Regions from separate parts of the Macaca mulatta genome. Here region 1 is linked to region 2. Evidence: chromatin contacts called from public Hi-C data. All regions are on one chromosome and are shown on one strand. The core of a region is the stretch at or near the end of the contact, and the rest is flanking DNA. Distances in the headings are between cores, read along the strand shown. Region 1 overlaps GCLC (glutamate-cysteine ligase catalytic subunit). Region 2 has its middle 45 kb from the start of KLHL31.

Region 1 (6,495 bases), core at 3,385-5,884, 210 kb after region 2:
GTCTCTCCCCAGCACCTTCCTTATCTGATTTCACTGCTTGGGGAGCATGCTAATGATTCCTTGGTGTTAATAACTTTGCAATTCTTAAACAGGTGACATTCCAAGCCTGCAGTATATCTGAGGCCAGATACCTTTATGATCAGTTGGCTACTATCTGTCCAATTGTCGTAAGTATAAATTACCTCTTATTTTAAATACTACTTCGTAGGAAATAAGATAACATATGCAGAATTTACTAATGGTGTGCTATTTAAGTCCAGTTAAGACCTCAGTCAGAGATGGACTAATATAAGTAGTATGCAGGTTTAGGTATAATGAACTGAGAGTCTACACTGTAGAAGTTTACTATTGCTAGTACAACATTGATTTGTTAAACGTCAAGTTTGAATGTGGACATTTTCCCTCTCCCATACTTCATGTCCTCACATTAGAGAGAGGATGATTTAAGTGAATCAAACCCAAGGAACTGGATTCTTCTTGGTATATTTCACTGTAAGATAGGCACAGGTACGTGTGGTGGAGCTCTGTATGGGTTGCACAAACTGATTATTTTTTATCAGAAATATAACTGCATGGAGCTTTTTTTAGCATATAAGTGACATTTTGAATTTGCAGGAGCTGACTTTTGTTTGTTTTTAGATGGCTTTGAGTGCTGCATCTCCCTTTTACCGAGGCTATGTGTCAGACATCGATTGTCGCTGGGGAGTGATTTCTGCATCTGTAGATGATAGAACTCGGGAGGAGAGAGGACTGGAGGTGGGAATTATTGTTCCTTAATAGTCCTTTTAAATCAAGCAGGTAAAAATGGATCTTTTGTAACTACTTGCAATTTTAGGATGTCTCCCTGAAATTTTTATCTAAAGTGAGGAAAAAGATTTGGTCTAGGTGGGGAGTTAATTTCTATCATATGTTGATGTCTGTATTTGTTTTAGCTTCATTTAAAATTAGTAGTGCCATTTTTCTATATTTTGGAAGTGCTGATGGCTGTTTATAGCTAAAGGCTTTTTGGTGCCACATGAGTGTTTTGTATATGGTTCTTTCTGCCGTGGAAAGTATAATTTGTGTCAGAGATTCTTTTTTCATGTAAAAGGTTAGGCATTGACTAATAAGGGTGAGATGGCACCTCTTGTTTGCATGTTGAACTGTAAAGTAACCCTTGCATCTCTCCAGCAAGGGGTGTGCATCAGAACCACCCATGGAAATCTTTAAAAGTAGACACCGAGACCCTATCCTAGACCTACTAAATAAGAATCTCTAGGATGGGACCTGAACCAGGGGTGATTTTAAAGGAGCCCTCATAAGTGTTTTTGATATTCTTAACCAGGGCTATACTACTGCTGCTCTGGTCTTCATGTAATTGTTCATAAATTGTTGAACATGCTTTCTAAGTAGAAATAAACTTTAAAGGATAAATTATTTTGATAGGTTTATCTTACATTATAGATTGATTTATTTATTTGCTTTTAACCTTAGCATTTATTTTCCCTAGCTTAATAAGAATGAAAGTGATCTGCTTGTAAAAGAAAGAAGTATATTTAAATCATACCAGAAAAAAAGGGTATTTAAATTACCTTCAGATTTTAAAAAATATAATTTTCCTTAATAATACTTTTCAGGGCTCTCTAACTTTTTTTCTGTATCTTATGTTGAGGTTTTTATATAATTATCATACATAAAAATATATTATTTTCAACTCATTTTATATAGCATATTCATTTATATATATTTTTAATCTTTAGCCATTGAAGAACAATAACTATAGGATCAGTAAATCCCGATATGACTCAATAGACAGCTATTTATCTAAGTGTGGTGAGAAATATAATGACATCGACTTGACGATAGATAAAGAGATCTACGAACAGCTGTTGCAGGAAGGTGGGTTCCCACTGCATCTTTCTGGGTTTAATTGTACGCCTTTAGTTCTTCAAAGCTCTTATACACTTTTTTGCTGACTCCTGGTCTGGTTTCTATTTTTAGTGTGAAGTCTTTAACTTTCCTTATGAGGCTGCTTGTTCCTAAAGTTTCAGGTTCCAAATACTTGTGAGATCTTCTTGACTTTTAGCAAAAGGAGCTTACTTTGGAGGTCTGTGTGTAGGTCCACACCAGTGCCCCAGCAGGCATTGTGTAAGTAGTGAATAAAACGTTGACATTTCTGCAGTGTCCGCAGGATAAAATACTGGGCGAGGTGAGGATACTAATCAAACCAGCTATTTCAAGCTTCTAGACACCCTTTCTTCAAACTTCCTGAGCTATCCTGTCATCTTTCTGGACTAAGAGGAAGGGGTATCTCCTGCTTTGCAGTGAGTTCCCATATGATCTCTTTGCAGGCATTGATCATCTCCTGGCCCAGCATGTTGCTCATCTCTTTATTAGAGACCCACTGACACTTTTTGAAGAGAAAATACACCTGGATGATGCTAATGAGTCTGACCATTTTGAGGTATCTCCTCAGTTTTATTTTTATTTATTTATTTAGTGATTTATTTAGTGACTCTGTTTTATATGCATTTCACTTCACAAACCAACATGGGGAGGCAGTTTTCTGTACCTGTGAAGAATACAAAAGAAATTTTGTGAGACTTTCATTTACCCAGTACAGAAAAGAACTTGAACAAATGAAAAATTGGTTTCAAGTACTCTTATTTTACGATTCTTACTGTTTATCTCACTGATTATATTGTTTTGTTGTTGTTCAGTATTTTCTTATTTGCCTAGTGGTGAAAAATTCATACACTGCACAAAAAATAACCTGATCAGTTATTTCAGTGCTTCAGACATACCACCTTTTTTTTTTTTTTTTTTTTTGTAGATAGGCTTCTCATAGGCTTATTTCTGTGTCATGTTATATGTAGACATTGACATATATACCTTTTGAAATACCACCTATATCCCCTTTCTTTCCCCCACCAAACTCACAAAAGATATAAATCCTTCCAGTCTTGCCATCAGATCCCAAGATGGTTAGGGCCAAGAAAGAACTCTCTCTCAGCGTCTTGAGAAACAGCTACCCTTCTTAGGCTCTGGGGTCATTGAAGCAGCAGCATTCCCAGGAGAGGAGGAAGAAAGGAAACAACTGTTGTGTGACAGGGTTCTCAGATGAAAGTGTCCAGTGTCACCTGGAACGGCAGGCTGGCTCCTAAAACTCTCAGGGATGAAGGTGGGGGCCCCGTGGCTCTTCAGCTGCTGCCCCCTAGGTGGGAGGTAGGGAGTAGGAGCTGGGTGGGATTAAGCTTGCAGGGATAGGGCCTCTAGCTTTTGGTAAACACTTGCTGTTTTGTTTTCCTGAAAGAGCACACTCCAAGAAAATCTTAAATTATACCTTTTTGTCTTTGTCAGTTGAAGAAATTTGGTATGGACAGTAAGCAGTCTTCTTTCCTAATTAAATATCAGATCATCTTAATATTTTCCCAGATGTATGAAAAGTTGGTTTTCTTCTCTACTTTTGTATCATAGAATATTCAGTCCACAAATTGGCAGACAATGAGATTTAAGCCCCCTCCTCCAAACTCAGACATCGGATGGAGAGTAGAATTTCGACCCATGGAGGTAAGACACACGCATCAGCAAGAACTGACTCAAAAGTACTCTTTCGCCAGCTGTTCATCACCCTTCTGATGCTGCTGTCAGAAGGCTCTTAAATATAAAATAAAAATTAAGTATGTGTATGGTAACAAGTCAGTCCAAGTTATAGAGGGTTGATTTCTGAGAACAGATGTGGGCAAAGGGCTTCCAGACCCAGATGGGGAATTAGGAGATGGCTTGGGAATGACATGATCGAAGGAGGGGCCTGGGTCAGGGAAGAGCACGTTTGTGTAGTTGGTTTGTAACTTCTCTGAGCTTCTGCTTGTCTAGGTGCAATTAACAGACTTTGAGAACTCTGCCTATGTGGTGTTCGTGGTACTGCTCACCAGAGTGATCCTTTCGTACAAATTGGATTTTCTCATTCCACTGTCAAAGGTAAGGATATGTTTCTTTATGGTGATGGGTATAGATCTATCTGTCGATATATTTATTTATATATGCTATTTTTTTACAACCTGATTTCATTTGGAATTGTTTACCCTTTGCAATAAAATGTTTCTCCATCAGCCCTATTTATTTTCTTTTAAACCTAAGCTTAATTTCTAGACGCTTTCCATTCAAGATGATTGATGGCTAGAAGTAGTCCAACACATTGATTTCATCCACCACAAAATCCCAGGTTGATTACAATGTTAAAATTAGGATGGGGAGGGAAAGTGTAAATGCTGGAATGCCGGGAAAAGTATCCTCAGTAGAACTGAACTTGAGATGTTTCTGAAGAATCTGGATGGGGTTGGACTGTCAGAAAAACAAATTGGAGTTCATCAGCCCCCCAAAAGACCAAAAACCACGCTTTCTGGGAGCAGTTTGCCAGCAGAACAACTCCAGGTGATGAGGGAGCAGAGCTGTGGGTGGTGGGGCAGTAGCTGAGGAGGTGAAGGTCTTTAGTTTCTGGGCCAGGGTTCCTCTTGGCAGAGAGTGGCTGGAAAAAACTGCTAAACAGAGAGGGCCCTGCCGCAGGAGTTCCTGGTTGAGGGTTTTAGGGCCAGAGAATGGAGAAGTAGGGCAGCCCTGTCACAGCAAACATGGAAGCAGGAATGAAACTGCTTAGCTCCAGCATCTGCCCCTGGGGCATCTCCTTCCTCCATGAGCGGTTTGCCAGACTGTGCCCATCCCCACACCCCCTGAAGGAAGTCAGGCTGTCAGCCCATGCCTGCTCCTCACACCCAGACCAAAGATCATAGAACTCTGTGGGCCCACATTGCCCTCATGCCTACCTACTGGGGAGACCAAATCCATCTAAGAGAGATTGCATGTAAGCTACCGGTCTAAGCCTTTGCTTATAAATAAGAATAGATGCCCGGAAGGCAACAGAAAATTGAGAACAATTAACAGCCTTAAAGAGAAGGGCCCAACTGGTCCTGCAAGGGTATACTCTGTTCAGTGAAACTTAGTTACTTCAAGGAAGTAAGCTGGGCCCAGCACACACCTATAATCTCTGCTCCTCAGGAGGCTGAGGCAGGAGGATTGCTTGAATCCAGGAATTCCAGTGCAGCCCTGACAACATTGCCAGATCCCATCTCTTGAAAAAAAAAAGATAAGAAACTGGAAAGAATTATTATTATTATTTTTAATTTTTAAACCTTTTTTAGAGACAGGGTCTCACTATGTTGCTGAGGCTGGTCTCGAACTCCTGGGCTGAAATGATCCTCCTGCTGCCAAGCCTTCCAGGTAGCTGGAATTACAGACACAAACCACCATGCTCAGCTTTGGAAAGTGTTCTTAAAGGAATTCTAATTAGTGGCCTCAGACAAGTTCTATAGAGGTTCAGTCACATCCATAAAACAAGCATTATAGATGGTGCTTATTTAATGGTGAGTATTCTCACCAGTAGAGCAGATGTTGTTGAATATCCAAGGTAGTGACTTAGAAGACCAAATTAAGATTAATCCCAGCAGGATGGTGAAGAAATGGAAATTATGGAAAACCTGAAGCCTGGAAAACTCTAGAAAATTCAATGTTTATGTAATAATTTAGAAGAGGAGAATAGTTTATATAGAAAAGATATAAAATACAATAATCAAGGAAATAATAGAATTTTTCCTTAATAAGTCTCCCTTAAGGATGAGACAAATACTTAACTCAAATGTAGGCATTTATTAATTTCAAAGAGAAAATTAACTGTCTGGACAAGAGGAAAAATGAGGAGACCTGCCAAGGGGGAAAAAAATCAACTGATACTACTTCTCATTTGCAACATTAAATGCTGGATGGAAAGAAGTTTTCAGAATCTCGAGAGGTAAAGAATTAACAACCACAGAATTATCTTCTCATCCAAATTATTCTTTAAATTTCAGGTGATTCTAACAAAACTGAATGGATCAAGTTAGGGCTAAAAGTATGCCAGAAGTCTTATCTAGTGTCTTAGTTTGTTTGGGCTGCTGTAACAAAAATACCTTACACTGGGTGGTTTATAAACAACGGGAATGTATTGCTCACAATTCTGGAGGCTGGGAAGTCCACGGTCAAGTCACCGGCAGTGTCAGTGTCTGGTGAGAGCTTCTGCCCTCTGGTTCATACATGGTGCCTTCTTGCTGTGTTCTTACATGGTGGAAGGGGCTAACAAGCTCTTCAGGTGTCTCTGTTATGAGAGCACTACTCCCATTTATGAGGGTAGAGCCTTCATGACATCCCAAAGGAGGTCCTCCCAATCGCCCCCCAAACGCCCTACCTTCTAATACTGTCACAATGGGCATTAGGCATCAGCGTATGAATTTGAGGGAACACAAACATTCAAACCATGGCACCTAGTAAGGGGATATGGAAGGAGATGAATGGCAGATACTCATTAGTGCTTGACACTTAGAGAGTTATAATTTCAAAACTACCTCTTTAAAAGTAAGGAAAACTATTAATAGTATAGAAACAGGATTTATTTCTCCTAAACTTGCTGGCTAAAAGGGTGGTAAA
Region 2 (7,035 bases), core at 1,049-3,548:
GAACAAACAATCAGACTGAGCTCAGAGTACGAATTTGGAGTTGAATGCATTTCATGAACAGTATGATGTTCCTCCATAGCTGTGCCAGTGGCAACTGCTAATGCTTGCAGCACAAAGCAGTCACTTTCTGGAGGGGAAACTGTGTATAAGCCAATGAGATTTCTATATTTTACTGACACTTTTCTGTTGATAGACATTGAGATGATTCAAAGGCAGGAAACATGCACTATAGCCCAACAGACCAGTCTTCCATTGGCTCTCAGGACAGCCCTGGCTTCCATGCTAACTTCTGACTTGTTTTTTTATTTTAAATTTGTTGTCCTTAGGGATTCCCTTAATACCTTGGAAGCTCAGCAATGCATTGAAATATGCATCTGCTGGAATTTATCCTTCATGTGGGTGTTTTTAGCGGAATGGCATTTTGAGGACATCTGGTCCTTTCATCCTGTTTTCTGGCTTCTCCAGCCTGCTCTACACTCAGCCCCCTGTCTTCTGGGAGGTCTCTGGGCCTGGGAGATGTGAGGCTTGGTTAGTTCACTGAAAAGCATTCAGATAGCAGTGGCCTTAAAATAACCACAGAACCAAAGCAATGATGATAAGGAACACTGGGAAACAAAGGAATTTGTTTTGAAGGCAAGAACTCCCCAGCATAAAGCGCCAATATCCCTTCTCTGAGAAAAGGCAAGACTGAAATGACACATCAGGTGTTTCAAAGACAATTTCATAGATTGCAGCATAGCATCATATTGCAGCAGGAATCATGGGACATGGTATTGGCTACATTATGGATTGCCCCCATATCGAGCAGAAGCTAAGATCAGAATCAAATGGAACACTCACTTGCATTAATTAATTAATGTAAGTAATAGCAGAAGGTACAAGGAGGCCTCAGCAAAGCCAGGAGACTCCAAGACGGCCACTGGAGTCTGGATTGAGCCTGCCGCACTCAGGTCACATCAGCACTTCACCCTCATTCACGTCACTGTTCTCAAGGAAAAAATAATCATCTCTGCCTCCAGCGACAGGACAGTCAACACACACTTGACCTTTTCTGGTAAAGTAAATTCTTGCTAATGAGTTGCTATGGCTTTAACAATAGTTTGCTTCCTAAAAACAGTTAACTATTTCCCTGATTCCAGTTTTCAGGTTTTCAGAGTAGATAGAAAACCATGATATGGCAGTCACATTTTATTGTGATCAGGATAATATTGACACTACTCCAGGAGGTGGAAATTGTGGTTTTTGTATCATATTACTTGAAGTCCAAACAATTAAATCTTGTTGGACTTTCTGGATCATAAATGAGAGCCTGTGTAGGAGGAATTTATTTTGAAAACAAACATTCCCTCCAACTCCAAATCTCTCTCTCTCTCTTTTTTTTAAGATTAATGAAATATAAGAACACTATTTTCAGCGAAGATTTCACCTAAAACAACCAGTCAGATGAGAATCATGTGTTACTTGCATGGCATGTCAAGATGATAAACCACATTATATAATTTAAATAAAAATGAATTATAAAGTTGTCTTCCTGATAAGAGCTGCACAGCATTCTGGAGAACACTTTGGCTGTACTTAGAAAAAGTCTGTGGATCCCATGCTCATCAGTATTATTGGCATTGGGGTGGGATGAGCCGCTTTGACAGTGGGCCTGGTCCAGAGACACTGAGACAGACACCAGAGAGGCGAGTGGTGCCTGACCATGGCCTCGGGAAGCTTAATAGCCCCAGTCACTCCCTGGGGTCAGCACACTGACTAGGGCAGCCACAAGAAGTGTTCTCAGTCATGGGGAGGCCTGAGGAGAAGCACAGGTTTCTGGAGGGACCATGTACATCCCTTCAAGTGTTCTGCCTGTCTCCCTAGGATACATCTGGACTTTTGGTGAAATCTAGGAACACCTGAGGCCCTACCTAAATAACACTTAAACTGGAATCCAAACTACTGTCTTACCAATGCACAAATAAATCACACACACACGCACACACGCACACACACACACACACACGCACTTTTTTATTGTAGAAATATCACAAGAGAAATGTAACTCAGGTATCAACTGAGATCTCCCCACTTGCAAACATAGGGAAATTTTCTGGAACCTCCACTTTCAGAGCTTATGGATGTCCCAATTTTGGGGCCGGTTGCTTTTCATTTGATTTTCCTTCTCCATCCTTCCCTGCCATGCTCTGTGCACCCAGAGGATGACTTTGCAGGTTGCATCAGCTGAGCTCCTTTGCCCTCTGGCTTCTGGGTTGGTTTTGGCCAATGGAAGCACCTGCAGGATATCAGATGCTGGACAGGGAAGTAGGAAGAGATATTTATTTCCTGTACTTCCTCACTGCCTTGCCATGGCTCCAGCAGCAGCACATTCTGCAGTCATGGCTCTTGGCAGGCAGCCTCCCTTCCGAGAGTCCAAGCTCTCTATGGACTTGGGTAACACAGTTATTGCCCCTGACTCCTCAAGGACTAGGAGTGTAAAGGCTTCTCTCTATTGCTATTTCCTGGATGCTTCACCTTCCCTCACTGTTTCCCTTAATGCCTCACCCTACCCCCATCTTCTTCATTACACTTCTTGGTTAAACCCTCTGAGGATGTCAACTTTCCCTCTTGGTATCCTGATGAATATATACACCTTCTCATGGGTTTCTTTGGACTCCTAAAAGTCTTATTGTCATATGTTCATTGCTACCCAGGCATTCCTGCTCCCTCACTTACAGATCTAAAGAATAAGCAGCTTCTCTACTAGTTTCTAAGCGAAGCAAAATTTTAAGAAATCATTCATGAGTTATAGTAGCATTCACTGGAAAGCTAAGACAATATGAAGTGATCACATTACATACCACCCAGTCAATATCTTAAAAATCCACATTAGATACATCTAGCCTAGTATATGGACCATAGATTCTGGAGTTAACTCCATGGACCAAGCTTTACCACTCCCTTGCCACTCTGTGATCTTGTGTCAAATTATATAATTCCTTGGGCCTCAGTTCTCCTCTCCCTTCTTCTCTCCCTTCCTCCTTCCTTCCTTTCTTCATTTTTTTCTTCATTTTTCTCTCCCACCTTTCCTCACTCCCCACTTTCTCTCTCTTTCTTTTGTAAACTGAGGTTGTCACTGTTCTTATCTAGGATTGTGAGGATTGAACAGGTTAGTGATGTACAGTTCTTAGGTGCCTGGCCATATTAAGGACATTGTGTAAGTATCAGCTATCATTTATTGTATTATTATTATTAGACATTCTCCAAAATCCTTCTCAGCTGGATTTCTTGGTTTCCCTTAGGGCCTACATCAACTTGCCACCTTCATTTCCCAGCTTTCTCATTCCTTTCTGCTTCCTCTCACTTGTTTTCTTTTGAGCAGCCCCTGGGATGGGTGGAAGAGCAGCAAATGTTTTTTGCCATGGGCCTATCTCTGTAAACAATTTGAGTCAATCAAAGTAAGTGTGTCAGCCTCATATTGGCTGCTCAATCTCATGCAATTCCACAAAGGAAATACTGTGCTGGACAACAAGGATGATCTACTTTCCAAGCCTCCCTCCTGGAACTGGGGCCTGGTCCCAGGGACTCTAGAGACTCTGCAAGCACAGTCCTCTGAGTTCCTCAGAGCATCTAGTCAACCCCACAGGTGGAGAGTGTGGGAGAGACAGTCAGAGAGTGCCCCAAAGAAGAGAAACAGAGAAGCTCAACGGATCCTCCTGCCTCAGCCTCTTGAGTAGCTGGGATTACAGGCAAGCCACTACTCAGTGACTTTACATACTTCTATGTTATTTACTTTTTAAAATTAAGCAGATTTTGTGACAAAGCATTTTAAAAGATGTAATGGATGTAATATGGGAGAAAATACTTGTAAAATAAGTGAAAAAGCAAAAGGTAAAACTATATACAATATAATTACGTCCATAATTATTAAATATCCTATGTAAGAACATACACTAAACAAAATTAACTGATTCTTGACATGGTGCTAGGGGCTTCCACATGTAATGTCAGTCCACTCAAATAGTACGTATTTGATTCTGCTGTTTGACTTACTTACTGCTCATTTAGGTTATCTCCAATTTACTGAGAGAAGGAAGATTGAAAGCCCACAGAAAAGATATGAACTCCTAAGTAAGACTTTAGGCTGTGAGCTCATGGATCAAGTCCAGGCTGGCATTATGCACTGGGCTGATGCTCAGTTTTTACCATGGTAATACCAAGAGTCCCTGGGAGGTAAATGTCCCCAGAAGAGTTGGAAAAATGGAAGACTCCTGACACCGTTTTAAAGGCCTGTGGTTTCTTCTGAAAACTTAAAATTGTGTCTCTAAGGTACTGAGGACTTTGCTATATGTGTAATCTAGTGTTGAGAACACGCTACTGGTATTTCTCACCTTTGCTTCTAAGGCTTATTATGACGGGTTTACATATACCCAATTCATGGCTGGGTGTCACCTTTAGAGATTAAAGTAAATTCATACAATTGCCATGGCCTTTTGGTAAACACCACACCCCAAAGCTTCTCCAAATTTTATGTTTCTATCCTACTTGATAACATACTTTCATTTTTGAATCCTCCAATCTCCTGCACCTCAAAATAGTCTATCAGGCAAACCATTTGTTCCCTTCAATTCTATTTTTAAAATGGCTTTCCTTTGGACAGGGCCCCTAGAGCAGCTGCAAGAGCTGATGTTCGTTCATGCATGACAAAAAGTCCCCACATGTGAGGGGACACCAAGGCCGTCCCTGAGCCACTCTGAATGCATCCCTAAGCTGGTGAGTCCTGCTGTTAGAGAGATGGAGGTTCCCCTCTCAACCAACTGGTGCCAGACTTAGAAATAGCTACAATAAACTTGTGGGTATAAAAAAGGAAGAAGAATAATTTACAACAGTTAATATTAAAACTTACTTTTTAATGACATATTATATGAGAATATTAAAGACTTAATAGAAGTGAAGAATTTGTTTATGCTTGTGTTAGGTTTTAACTAAAAGGGATTCAAATATGGATCCCACTCTTAGGAAGTTGATAGGCTGAGGTACAGAACAAGTGATACATGTTATGTGTAATACTTAATATTTTTGCATGCTATGTGCTCTCACTCTGCTAAGCACTTTCACCTACTTCATCACATCCTCTCAACCACCCAATGATGTAGGTTGCTGGGAAAACAAACAAGGACAGCAAGAATTGGTTACCAGTAGATTAAGTGACATTAAAAAAATGGGAAATGTCATTTCATAATTTCCTAGTCCTAGGCTATGTGATCTAATTTTAAACACCAGTTAAAAGGAAGCTCAGGGGAAAGGAGGACATGTACTCCCCTTGCTGGGTGTGTGGTAACCCAACCTGCACCTCTGTCCTGCCAGCAGCAGCCACGGCAGGCCTCCTGTGCCTCTGAAGTCTGTCCACAAGATCCACGACTCTTCTGGGCACTTCCCCCAAATGGCCACAACCAGCAGTGCTAGTTTGAGTTTACAAGGTGAGGGATAGAGGTAAAGGCCGATCTGGAGTTAGAAAAGCAGGTAGTCACCAAAGCTTGCTTCAGAAGAGATCCAACATTTGGCCCCACTTCCAAGCCCATGGTAAGCAAATTTTTAGCCACAGCTCCATGAAATGAATCATATTTCTTCTTACCAGAGAGTAACTCAGGCATGGAGGATTTGGCTCACAATAATGTGACTTCAAATTTATTCAAATACTTTCGACTCTTGAAGATATGCAGCCATCTATATGTCTCCTCATTTTGATGGTAGTGTTTAGATCTTGCTTCCTACATAAACTTGAGAAATAAATTAGGACCGGAGAACCTGCCTTAAGTCCTTGGTGCCTCCCCAAACACATGGCAGTGCTGGGACACAGTGCAAGTTCAATACAGCTTGGCTGAGTCAATCCTAATTGTTAATTCATCATGGTGCATTCTAATGTTAAGACAGAATTAAAAGACATCCGTGTAGAGAATGTGTTCTATTTATTCTGCTTGGCAGGCGGAGAGTGAAAATTTCCCTTTACACTTTCCCTTCACACTTTCCCCTCCCCCAGAGCCTGCCATCTGTTCTGGAATATCAACATTCATGCAGGGTTACCCCTAGTGAGCCTTTTTAGACAATGTTTTGTCATGAACTATAAGTAGCAATGATCCAGAAGAGAGATTAAAGATGAATTTACTGATTCTCCTCCCTACCTGACCTGAGCAGTACAGTACAGAAATGCAACATGTAGTCATAAAGCTGAAGAACAACCCCCCATCCCCCAAAGAAGTGCTTGTGAAAAAGTGCGGTACGTAAATTCATAATGCCAGCTTGCATCATTCTTTCAACTACTTGATGATCTTCACCCACCAACAGAATCCACATGGGTCATGCAGGAAGTGTTTACTGAGCAGCTTCTGTGGGCAGGTATGGTGGGGGGCACAGGATGAATAAAACACTGACATCCTCCACAGACCTTACAAAACACATGGAAGATGAAACATATAATTATAATATAAGCAAGAAGTGATGAAGTGCAGAAAGAAAGATACACACGCAGTGGTATAGGAATTCTTGCAAGAGACCAATTCCTAAATCTGGGAGCCAGGGAGGATATTTTCAAGGCATTGGAGCTAGGCCTTGAGCAATGGGTAGAATTTCATTATGTATAGTCAGGACCTGGTAGGGAATGGCAGAATCAGAAGCATGAAGGTAGGAAATTGCACAAATATTGGCAGGAAATAGTGAATGAGTAATCTGGTTTCCTCAGCATGAGGGTACATTAGGAGGAACAAGAAGAGATAAAAGTGAGACTCCTGTTAGATTAGGAGTCAGATTCTGTTCAATTACAGGCTATATGTTTGGACATTATTCCACGGGTGTCTTTGTGCACAGTAGTGACATTAGAGCTTTGTTTGAAGAAGTCTGAAGCAAGCCAGGCATGGTTGTGCATGTCTCGAATCCCAGCTACTTGGGAGACTGAGGTGGGAGGATTGCTTGAGCCCGGGGGTTTGAGGCCAGTCTGGGCAACATAGTGAGTTCCTGCCTCAAAAAACAAAAAAAAACAAAAAACAAACAAAAAAAAAT

Evidence for each region. Hi-C and Micro-C count contacts between places; a contact is called where the count stands out from the background.
Region 1: a contact with region 2 is called in a Hi-C map of round spermatid, with 2.6 times the contacts expected there. The contact joins two enhancer-like sites. A contact is called at or near these places in 6 of 14 Hi-C or Micro-C datasets (CD4 T cells, blood, fetal cortex germinal zone and 3 more).

What each region holds. Positions count from the first base shown.
Region 1 is chr4:128,853,992-128,860,486 of T2T-MMU8v2.0, forward strand. It overlaps GCLC (glutamate-cysteine ligase catalytic subunit), which reads left to right. Exons shown (of 16, transcript NM_001261107.1): 7 at 93-167; 8 at 640-756; 9 at 1,740-1,878; 10 at 2,331-2,443; 11 at 3,457-3,549; 12 at 3,856-3,960. Among named protein-coding and RNA genes, the nearest start is that of GCLC, 36 kb to the left of the region's middle. Within about 2 kb of position 4,635, at least 3 of the 40 cell types and tissues checked have an H3K27ac peak or open chromatin away from gene starts, as enhancers often do.
Region 2 is chr4:128,649,408-128,656,442 of T2T-MMU8v2.0, forward strand. No RefSeq gene overlaps it. Among named protein-coding and RNA genes, the nearest start is that of KLHL31, 45 kb to the right of the region's middle. Within about 2 kb of position 2,299, at least 2 of the 40 cell types and tissues checked have an H3K27ac peak or open chromatin away from gene starts, as enhancers often do.